Linked DNA regions of Gossypium hirsutum: regions 1 and 3 are each linked to region 2. The links are chromatin contacts, called in public Hi-C maps. All regions are on one chromosome and are shown on one strand. Each heading gives the region's core, a stretch centred on a gene start, on an enhancer-like site or on the middle of the called end of the contact. The rest is flanking DNA. Distances are from core to core; before and after follow the strand shown. Region 1 holds the start of LOC107915056 (probable alpha,alpha-trehalose-phosphate synthase [UDP-forming] 11). Region 2 holds the start of LOC107920117 (tRNA (adenine(37)-N6)-methyltransferase). Region 3 has its middle 67 kb from the start of LOC121204976.

What was found. Hi-C and Micro-C count contacts between places; a contact is called where the count stands out from the background.
Region 1: a Hi-C map of leaf shows a contact between it and region 2, with 3 times the contacts expected there. The contact joins the promoter of LOC107915056 here to the promoter of LOC107920117 in region 2. A contact is called at or near these places in 5 of 34 Hi-C or Micro-C datasets (hypocotyl and leaf).
Region 3: a contact with region 2 is called in a Hi-C map of leaf, with 5 times the contacts expected there. The contact joins the enhancer-like site here to the promoter of LOC107920117 in region 2. A contact is called at or near these places in 14 of 34 Hi-C or Micro-C datasets (anther, callus, hypocotyl and 2 more).

Annotation. Positions count from the first base shown.
Region 1 is chrA08:34,429,811-34,433,177 of Gossypium_hirsutum_v2.1, forward strand. It overlaps LOC107915056 (probable alpha,alpha-trehalose-phosphate synthase [UDP-forming] 11), which reads left to right and starts at 1,357. Exons shown (of 3, transcript XM_016844164.1): 1 at 1,357-3,367. The coding sequence starts at 1,731.
Region 2 is chrA08:34,692,235-34,695,495 of Gossypium_hirsutum_v2.1, forward strand. It overlaps LOC107920117 (tRNA (adenine(37)-N6)-methyltransferase), which reads left to right and starts at 2,000. Exons shown (of 9, transcript XM_041074449.1): 1 at 2,000-2,205; 2 at 2,284-2,405; 3 at 2,505-2,586; 4 at 2,948-2,997; 5 at 3,100-3,192. The coding sequence starts at 2,133.
Region 3 is chrA08:34,271,266-34,274,573 of Gossypium_hirsutum_v2.1, forward strand. No RefSeq gene overlaps it. Among protein-coding and RNA genes, the nearest start is that of LOC121204976, 67 kb to the left of the region's middle. Within about 2 kb of position 1,661, at least 4 of the 9 cell types and tissues checked have an H3K27ac peak or open chromatin away from gene starts, as enhancers often do. A contact at or near this core is called in leaf, where this site is marked.

The sequences.
Region 1 (3,367 bases), core at 107-2,606, 260 kb before region 2:
ATCCCATCCATTATCACTATGAAACCTTACAACAATTTTTGAAGGAAAGAAATGTCCTAAGTTGGTGAGTGACGTGGCAGCTCATAAGTGGTTGACAACACTAACTCCGAAGATACGCGAATCTGCCACGTCATCAGACGAAGACACGTCCGTGACTTTGGCTTCGTTTAACAACCCAAACACGCCACATTTCCACTAAAATAATTCCACATGGCAATCTCTACCTCCCTTTAATTTATTGCACGTGAAATTTAATTAATAATAAATAAAAAAACAACTTCGTTCAAGTATTTTTCCCTGAACCTCCGTCACGGATAATGAAAATAAAATAAAAATAAAAATAGAATATATGTTTACTCCATCTATAAAAACTAAAATAAAATATTTTAAAAAAATCCAAAAGAAAAAGAGAAGTCCTTTGACACAGAACAGAGTCTGATGGATAGGCGTCTATAGTTGAAATCTTTACACGTGCCAGCGATGTGAAAATTCATGACCGAGTAAATCTGTGTAGCGATTTCGGACACGTTTCTTTCTGATTTTGTTTTTTTGACGTGCTACTTTTCGAAATTTAAAAAAAAAAACCTTCCTTTCTATTTGGCTATCGCTATTTAAGAGTGTAAAATATAAAAAAGTAATACATAATTGTCCCTTGTGCTCCAAAAAATCAGCACCTTGATTAATGGCAGAATGAAGGTGTTAACCTAATCCAAAATATTTCTTAATAAATGATGCATATAATACTAATGCTGTTTTAATTCTCAAATCATAAGTAACCTTTCTGTTTTTTGTGATTTTACCAATGTATACAAATTTTGTTAGCACGCTTACAATTACTGCAAAAGAATATGTTACTTAATGTATTAAAAATAAAATAAAAATATATTAAGTATTTTGATTTCTATATCATTGCTTTTATCATTTTTTTTATAAATAACTTGAATAGCTTAGTTAATACAACCCTTAGCATAATAAAAGAAATGCTAGCTAACATTTAATGTCAATGATTAAATATTTAATCGCACCATTAGTGATTCGATAAGCACTAATCCAAAATCACATTAAAAATACTTAAATCTTAGTCTTACTTATCCCCAATCTCTCATTTATTATTGCTTTTATTTTTTGTAACTTTAAAAATTTTTAAAGGCCAAGAACAAAATTATGAAGTAGTAAAATAAAAGTAACCGCGGGCGAACAGTGGATCGGACAGAAAGAGTCGGTTACAGTGACAAGAGAACCTGATGTACCCAAGTTCAGAAGACAGTGGTGTAGACGCATTGAATCAGGACCGTTGGAACAATGCCTTGACGTACTCACGCACATATATAATATTTTCTCTCTTTCTCTCACTCTTTTCGTTCTTATCCTCAGCCTGCTTCTTTCCTTGCTTAAGAGCTCTTTCTCTCTCTTTTTTTCTCCGTTTCTTGGGTTCCTTTATGGAATGTGTATCCATATCCTTGATTTAAATCACTGCCAAGATTCATATTTCTTTGTAATAATGCTCTTCTGTAAATGCCTTTTAACAGAACCCTAAAGCTGCATCCTCCCCTTCTCAAAGAACGTATAGAAAGAAAACAACACCAAAGAATTAAACTCCCTTCTTCATTGATTTTTTGAATACCCCTGTATTGGTTCTTTGATTCCTTTTCTTCTTCTTCTTCTTCTTCTTCCGTTTTCTATGTTTGTATAGAATTTCACATACGGAGTTGGGTTTCTTCGCTTGAAACATGGTTTCTAGTTGTTGCTTAGACCAATTAAATTTATTGTCTACCGATGATTTTCGAGTCATGAATCGGATCCCTCGAGTCATGAAGGTATCAGGAGTCATATCTGATTTCGGAGAAGATCAGCAAGCTATGCCACGGAAAAGGGTTATTATCGTTTCCAACCAGTTGCCTTTACGTGCGTGGAGGGACTCGGTCTCCAATGAATGGTGCTTTGAATTTGACGAGAATGATCTCCTTTCTCTGCTGAGAGACGCTTTCCCTCCTGATACAGAGGTGCGATACGTTGGGACGTTGAAAGCTGATGTAGACACAGCGGATCAAGAGGAGGTGGCTCAAGTTCTGCACGACAAGTTCAGTTGCGAAACCATATTTCTGCCCGTGGATATGCGGAACGAGTTTTATCATGGCTTTTGTAAACACTATCTATGGCCTTTGTTTCATTACATGATGCCCATGACGGGGAACGATGGGGGACGTTTCGATCGTTCACAGTGGATAGCTTACGTGTCCGCTAATAGAATATTTGCTGATAAAGTTCTGGAAGTAACGGATAGAGATGATGAAGATGAAGATCATGTTTGGGTGCATGATTATCATCTTATGGCTTTACCTACTTTCTTGAGGAGACGGTCTAATAGGGTAAAGCTTGGCTTTTTTCTGCACAGTCCATTTCCTTCATCTGATATGTATAAAACTTTACCTGTTAGAGATGAAATTCTTAGAGCTTTGCTAAATTGCGATTTGATTGGCTTCCATACATTCGATTACGCTAGGCATTTCTTGTCTTCTTGTCGAAGGATTTTGGGCTTGCATTCTGAGTCCAACAGGGGTCACATTGCATTAGAATATTATGGGAGGACTGTGACTATTAAGATTTTGCCTGCTGGGATTCATATGGGGCAACTTGAATCTATGATGTCCGAGGAAAGCACCCTTAGGATGGCTAAGGAGCTGAAGCACAAGTATGAGGGGAAAATTATGATGGTTGGCGTCGATGATTTGGACTTGTTTAAGGGAATTCCTCAGAAATTTTCAGCCATGGGGGAGCTTTTGGAAACGAATCAGGAATTGAGGGGCAAAGTGGTGTTAGTACAGATTACAAACCCGGCGAGGAGTTTAGGCCGGGATGTGCAACAACTTCTGGATGAGGCCAATAGCATTGCCAAGGAGGTCAATAACAAATATGAGGAACCTGGATACCAGCCAATAGTTTTCCTCAAGGGACCTGTCACTACACAAGAGAAGCTTGCATATTATGCAGTTGCCGAGTTTTGTGTGGTGACTCCTGTAAGAGATGGGATGAATTTGGTGCCATACAAGTATACAGTTTGTAGACAGGGCTGCCCTGCTTTAGATAAGGCATTGGGGGTCGATGAAAACTCGCCTCCCAAGAATAGTGTTATCATTGTCTCTGAATTCATTGGCTGCTCACCTTCTCTAAGTGGGGCAATCCGTGTCAATCCATGGAATATTGATGAAATGGCTAATGCAATGTATAGAGCTATTGATTTGTCGGAGACGGAGAAACATTTGCGCCATGAGAAACATTACAAGTATATTAGCTCTCATGATGTTGCTTATTGGGCTCGGAGTTTTGATCAGGACCTCGTGAGAGCTTGTAGGGATCATTATCACAA
Region 2 (3,261 bases), core at 750-3,249:
TTAACGGACGGTATTAACCATATCCCTTAATTTTAGGGATTTACAAGATATGGCATATCAAATCTAATCTAATCTTTACAAGATATGATTCTGTCAATCTTCTAAGATTAGTTACCAAATTAGCTTAAGTTGTCGTATCTTCATTATCGAGCCAACCAAGCTTCAATATGATAGGCTTCTCCAACAGCTTCCTGAATTAGACCAATTCTTACGGGGTGATCCCCATCCAAACAATAGACCTCCATTGGATGGATTTGGTGCGATGGTCACGGGCTTTGAACTACGGCCTGTGACAAAAGCGCGCCCAGCTGGACATGCTTTCACACTTTCTCTCCGAAATCGACCTATTTTCCTAAATCTTGAAAAAAAAAACGATTTATTTGGCCAATTAAAAAAATCAGCATATATTGCCTATTTAACCAAAAAAATAAAAAAACTAAGGACCCAAAATCATAAATTGATTTTTTTATTTTAGACTATATTAAAACAAAAAAAAAACATTAATATTTTATATACTTAAATATTTTTATCAAATATTTACATATCACTCATTTACTAGCGTAAGATACCGTCTTAAAAATTTTTAACGGTGCTAAATTATTGGAATAATATGTGAAACTTTAACTACCACTTTGATAAAGAAAATATATATGTATCAAACTAAGAAAAATTATGTTTGGATATTAAATTATATATTATGGCTATAGTATATCTCTTAAACGTATGGACGAGAAATTTACAGAAATAATATTAAAATAATAATTTATCTCTCAATTAATATAGATTTACTTTTATTTATCTAAGTAATATGTTTTAATAATAAAAATAATAATTTGAGTTTCTCAATGACCAAACTGACTTAATTAAAAATAAAAAAATTATGAAAAAAAAGCCTTTAAAATTTTAAAAAATTAAATAAAATATGAAAAAATTCTAAAATTTAATGTTATTTAATCCAGACTAAATTAGTTGAATAAAAAATTGGTTGATGTATCGAAGCGAGTTAAAAAAATTGATTGAATTAATAGTTGAACCAATTTTAAACTGGTCTGACCAATTGGTTCCCATAATCACTGGTCTAATCGTTTCAAAGCAAATAAATTATAAAAAAAATAAAAATTACAAAATTATATAAATCAATTCAACTATTAGTTCAAATGATTTTTTAGCCCGGGGTTAAACAATCCGTACTAGTTCATGGGTCAACCAATTTTTAAAATTTTTAAACTTTTTTAGCCTTAAACATTTACAATATTTTTCTATTAATTTGGTCCATACCCTTTAAAAGTATTTAAAATATTTTAAAATTTATTTATTTTTTCATATTTTAAAAAACATAAAAGTTTAAAATTATATTTTTTAAAATGAAAAATGAAAAATTCTTTAGAATTCAAAAGTAATATGTTTTAAAAATATAAAAAAATTCAAAATTCATTGTTATAAAAACCGAACTGGTTGAATAAAAAATCAGCAAGTCAACTAATTTTTTACCTTTTATTTGACCAATACCCCAACCAATTTCTAGTCTAATTTGGTTTAGATAATATTGAATTTTAAAATTTTTTATATTTAATTTTAAAAAAATAATTTTAAAAAGTTTCTATTTTCATAATTTTTTATTTTTTAAAATTATAATTTTAAAATTTTACTTTTTTAATATTAAAAAGAAAATTTTAAGTTTACTAATGACGAAATCAGCATCAATTGGAAACCCAAATTATTTTTTACTATTTCAAAATATATTTAAGTAATAAATGATTATTTTAGTATTGTTTCTGTAAATTTGTTTCTGTAAATTTCCCAAGCATGGACCTTTGCCACTTAACACAGTCTAAATTGGATTGTAGTAACAGTTTCGGGCTAGCCATGGCCAAGGGAACATAAGCAACAAGGGCCTTGGATCATTATTTTCGGGCTTACAGCCGTTCTCTGTTTGATCCAATTTAAGAATCCATGCCATACCATCTCATTTCCCAAGTGCCAACCCAAAATTAAAAAAAATAAATAAAGTAGAAGAAACTTCAAACTTGTTTGTTCCTAAGCTAAAACCCTACTCAACCCAACTGCAGCTAGCTAAACTTGGATGAAAGAGCAGAAGAAGAAATACTACAAGCACTAATTACACAAAACCCATGTCCTCTACCCGATACTCCATCTTAGCATTGGCACTTGCTTCTCTGTTTTCTGCTTCTTCAGCTATCTCCTGTACATCTCTCTTCACCCCCTTTTTATTCTTTTTATTTAATTTGTAGCAATGGTGGATGTTGATCTTCTTTCTTTCAGTTTATATATGGAGGAAAAATTTGATAGAATGGGATTCAAAGTTGAAAGAGCTTAAAAAATCCCTCAATTCTGCTTTGGAAAAGTGTGCTTCTGAAAGACAAGGTCGGATTAGGGCTCAACAGGTTCTTCCTTCTCTCTTTTATTGTTTTTATTCTTTATGATGACTGTTATTTTTCTTTTGGTTTTGTTATTTATTTGTAAGAAAAAATCCAAATTTGTAGGCATTGAGGAAAGCAGTAGTCGCTCAACCACAAGCCAAGTCTGAGAATTTAGACATACCATCGTATCCAATGGCACCTATTGGTATCGTTCAATCTTGTTTTTCTACGAGGTGATTTCCAGATGGTGCTTCGTTTAAAAAAAAATTAATGACTGATTGGGTAAATAAAATTTTTTATTCTGTTAATAGAAGCTATGCAATAATAACGCTTGCCTTGGTAAATAATCAGATTGAAGCTTACTACTAATTTATCTTTGCTACTTAAGGATGGTTCCAATTGCTTGTAAAATTTATGTAGGAATGGAACCCGTAGGCAGCCTCTACTTGTCCCTCTTGCTAGGGCATCTTTGGTTTTTGATTCAACTAGAATGCCTCCAGCATCACTTGAGGGTCTCGAAGAATACTCTCATTGCTGGATTATATATGTATTTCATTTGAATACAGATCTGGAAAAGTTATGGAAGCATCCATCTAAATCAAAGTTTAAGGCCAAGGTTTGTGGAACTATAATAATGATACATATATATTCGTTTCTATCTTTTATGAAACTTTCTTATCATCTTTAGACTTCTATGGAAGGTTGGTCACTTTAATAGGTCAGAGTTCCAAGATTGAAAGGAGGAAGGATGGGAGTTTTTGCTACACGATCTCCACATCGACTGTGTCCTATAGGACTCACTGTAGCAAAGGTATGGAGTCATGTACAAATGTGTTATTGTTGTAACAACATGTTTACCTATGATTTTTCCTTCAATATA
Region 3 (3,308 bases), core at 411-2,910, 420 kb before region 2:
CTATTTTTTTTAAAAAAGACAAAACTCAAAAACAAACCACTTGTTTATTTGCACATTGACAAACTAGTCTATTAATTAAATAGCTTATTAAGACTGCAAATTCACTTTCATTAAATAGCTCATTAACACTCCCTTTGGACCCTACTTTGCATTGTTAATAAGCTATTTAATTAGTAGAGTAATTTGTCAATGTGAAGTAAACAAGTGGTGTGCTTTGAGTTTTCTCCTTGTTTTAATTGTTAAGACTTTAATGTGTTTTCAGACAAAGCACTAACTGATTCACAAGAAAAAGGTGTATAGTGTTAGGCAGTAGGGCAGGGCAGGAGTAGGCGGCGATGGATCAAGATGCTGTGCTGACTCTGCAATTTGTTACTACTTTATCTGGTTGAAATGGCGATTTTGTCCAATTTGACACAGTTTTAATTCAAAATAAAACATGAAGATCTGATAGGACGGTCCATGGGATAAATCAGCCGAATGCTGAAGTTACGTTACATGAATGTATAACTTTTTAACTCATCTGGACCACTTGAGCTTTTGCAGTTAAAAAAAAAAAAGAAGGTTGAATTGATTTAACTGGTCTCTTGGGTCAGTCGATGGAATTGGATCTTTGGGCCTTTCATTGAATGCATGCCAATATGACCAGCAATTAGAACAAGTCTAATTTTAAGTAACATCCATCACTTTATATGAGAGTCCGATTCAAGTAAACATAAGGATGGGTGTAACCCCAACATTGTTCACTATAAAATGACATCTGCATTTAGGGGAGGGGAGAAGAGGCTTTACCTTTTTCTTCCAACTTTAAATGGATGTAATTTCGGACATTGATGAGACTCCATTCAGGGTATTCGATTATCAAGCTAGCTTCAAATGATTGGTGCCGAAAATAAAGTAGTTGATTCAATACCAAACCTCAAAAGAGAAAAGGTTCGTCTACTTTGCTACCTGGATGCGCCAAACATTTAAAATTCGGTCATTCCAAAGCATTTTATTCACCATAAGGGTGAAATGGAAAGAAAAATGATCTCAACTGTTTTAATAGATTTATATGTATTAAACTCTCAATATTCGTTTCTGATTCAATTATCGAAATACTTGAGATATAAGAAAACAGTGTTTCCTTTGTATTTTAATTTTTCATCATGTTTCCTAAGATTCAAACAATTGGTAAGAGTTTGACATTGTTCAAGCAGTAGGCAGCTTCCTAGGAAAAGACATAAAACTCAATATTTCAAAAAAAATTAAAAAAAAAGAAGAAGAATATTATGCTATATTAATAGGTGGAATTTCGACAAGTGAAATTAATAATAAAAAAAATGTTATTGTGAGTATATTGGAAACAAAGTCTAAATAGAATTAAGAAAAGCAAAGTTGATGTGAAAGAAAGACTCATTCTCTTCACAACTCTTTGAAAACCAGCCGAAAACGTGGGCAAAGGACTTAACCAACCAAAATACTATAACATCTCTCTCTAATCCTTTTCTCATGAAAAATCTTGGGTGGGCTCAGGTCATTTTCGTACTAGATCATAATATCCTTAAAGGTTAGATTATTTTAAAAAAACTTTAGTCGCGTATTTACATAGGAAAAGCATGAGAAACAAAACAAAACAAAACCAATGACAGAAGAGCCCGTCAAACTTTCCAGCTTGTCGTCAACTGATTGGTTCCAACACTTTGACCAAAGTTACGTGAAGGATCAAAGATTCTTTGGAAACTTGGCATCCTCTGCTTTTGTATTCAAATAAATAACGTTCAAAAGAGGTTGAGATAAGGTTGTTAGGTTAACTCATTTATCTTTTAAACACCATATAAGAATGTAATTAAATTATTAATATTACTATTTTATTTTTAATCCCGATATATGCAAAATTATAAAATATAAGGGTAGAACATAATTTGAAAATTCAAAGAGATGCAGCTGGGGTGAAAGGGGTCCACCACCAATTTCAAAGGTCTATCACCTTGGACTTGGCCTATTACCCACCCATTACGACTCTTTTTTCTGTTTTCACAACTACGCGTTATTTATGCTAATTCAAAGTTTCATTAACTTTTTCCTCTGCCATGTAATTTGGATGAATTTCCCCTACAAAATAATTATTACCTTCAATGTTGAGGATATCACGTGATTTCAACCTTTGTACCACTACTATAAATTATTTATGTTGGAATCAACAAATACAAAAAAAGTGAGCATGGCCTGGCAGTGCTCAACTAAAAATTTAGACCCGTTTATTAGGTTCGAGCATAATTAGGTCTAAAAAATAGTCTAAAATTTTGTTCAAGCTCGACTCGGATAAAAATGTTAAAATCTGGGTCCGATTCAGTCCACTCATATTAAATTTTGTATTATTTTTTTATATAATTTTAAAAAATATACAATACATCAAAAATACTAAAAATATCAAAATAAATATTTCTCAACAAATTGAAAATAAATTTTAAAAAATATATCTACCTAAATAATACTAAGCTAGATGCAACTTAACAAGCAAATGTCTCTAAAATAATAACAAAATTATCAAATGCCTTTAAAATAATAACAAAATTAATAATAGAATAAATTTTATACAATATCCATACAATAACAACAAAATAGTAACAATATAATGGTAAAATGATAGTAAAATAGGGAGAAAATTAAGAAAATAATATTAAAAAAGTAAATTTTTTTGTCATTTAGTAGATTTGGGTCGGGTCGGACCAGACTCAGGCGTTTAAATGGGCCTTATTTTTTTCTTGTCTAAACTCATTTTTCAGATCTATATTTTTGCTCAAACCCTCCCACATTTTGAACGAGTCCGGCTCGACCCGACCCATTATCAAGTTAGTTATTAGATGATATTTGGTTTAGGAAATCTAAAATTATGGGGGGGGGATGCTGGTATGCTGTATCATTTTATTTACTTCATTTAGTTAGAATATAAAATTGAGTTGTTTGACTAACGAAATTTAAGATTATTTTAAATATATTTATTAAATTATACTTGTTATATATATATTTAAACGAGTTTAGTTCTTTTAATATTATTTAATTTTAATTTTCATAAAATTATGATAAATTTTATTTTTATTACAATTTATATATTAATAAATAAATATATGAGGTTTAAATAAATTTATAAATTATAATTATAATTATAATTATAATTATAATTATAATTTTGAAATATAAGATCTGTTGCTTCATACTTAAGATTTCTTTTTGTTCTTAATTATACTTAAATTTTATTTGATATAAATTGATCTAAAATTTATTATTATGCCTTTAACCTAAAAATTATTTAAAAAAGGAAAATAACA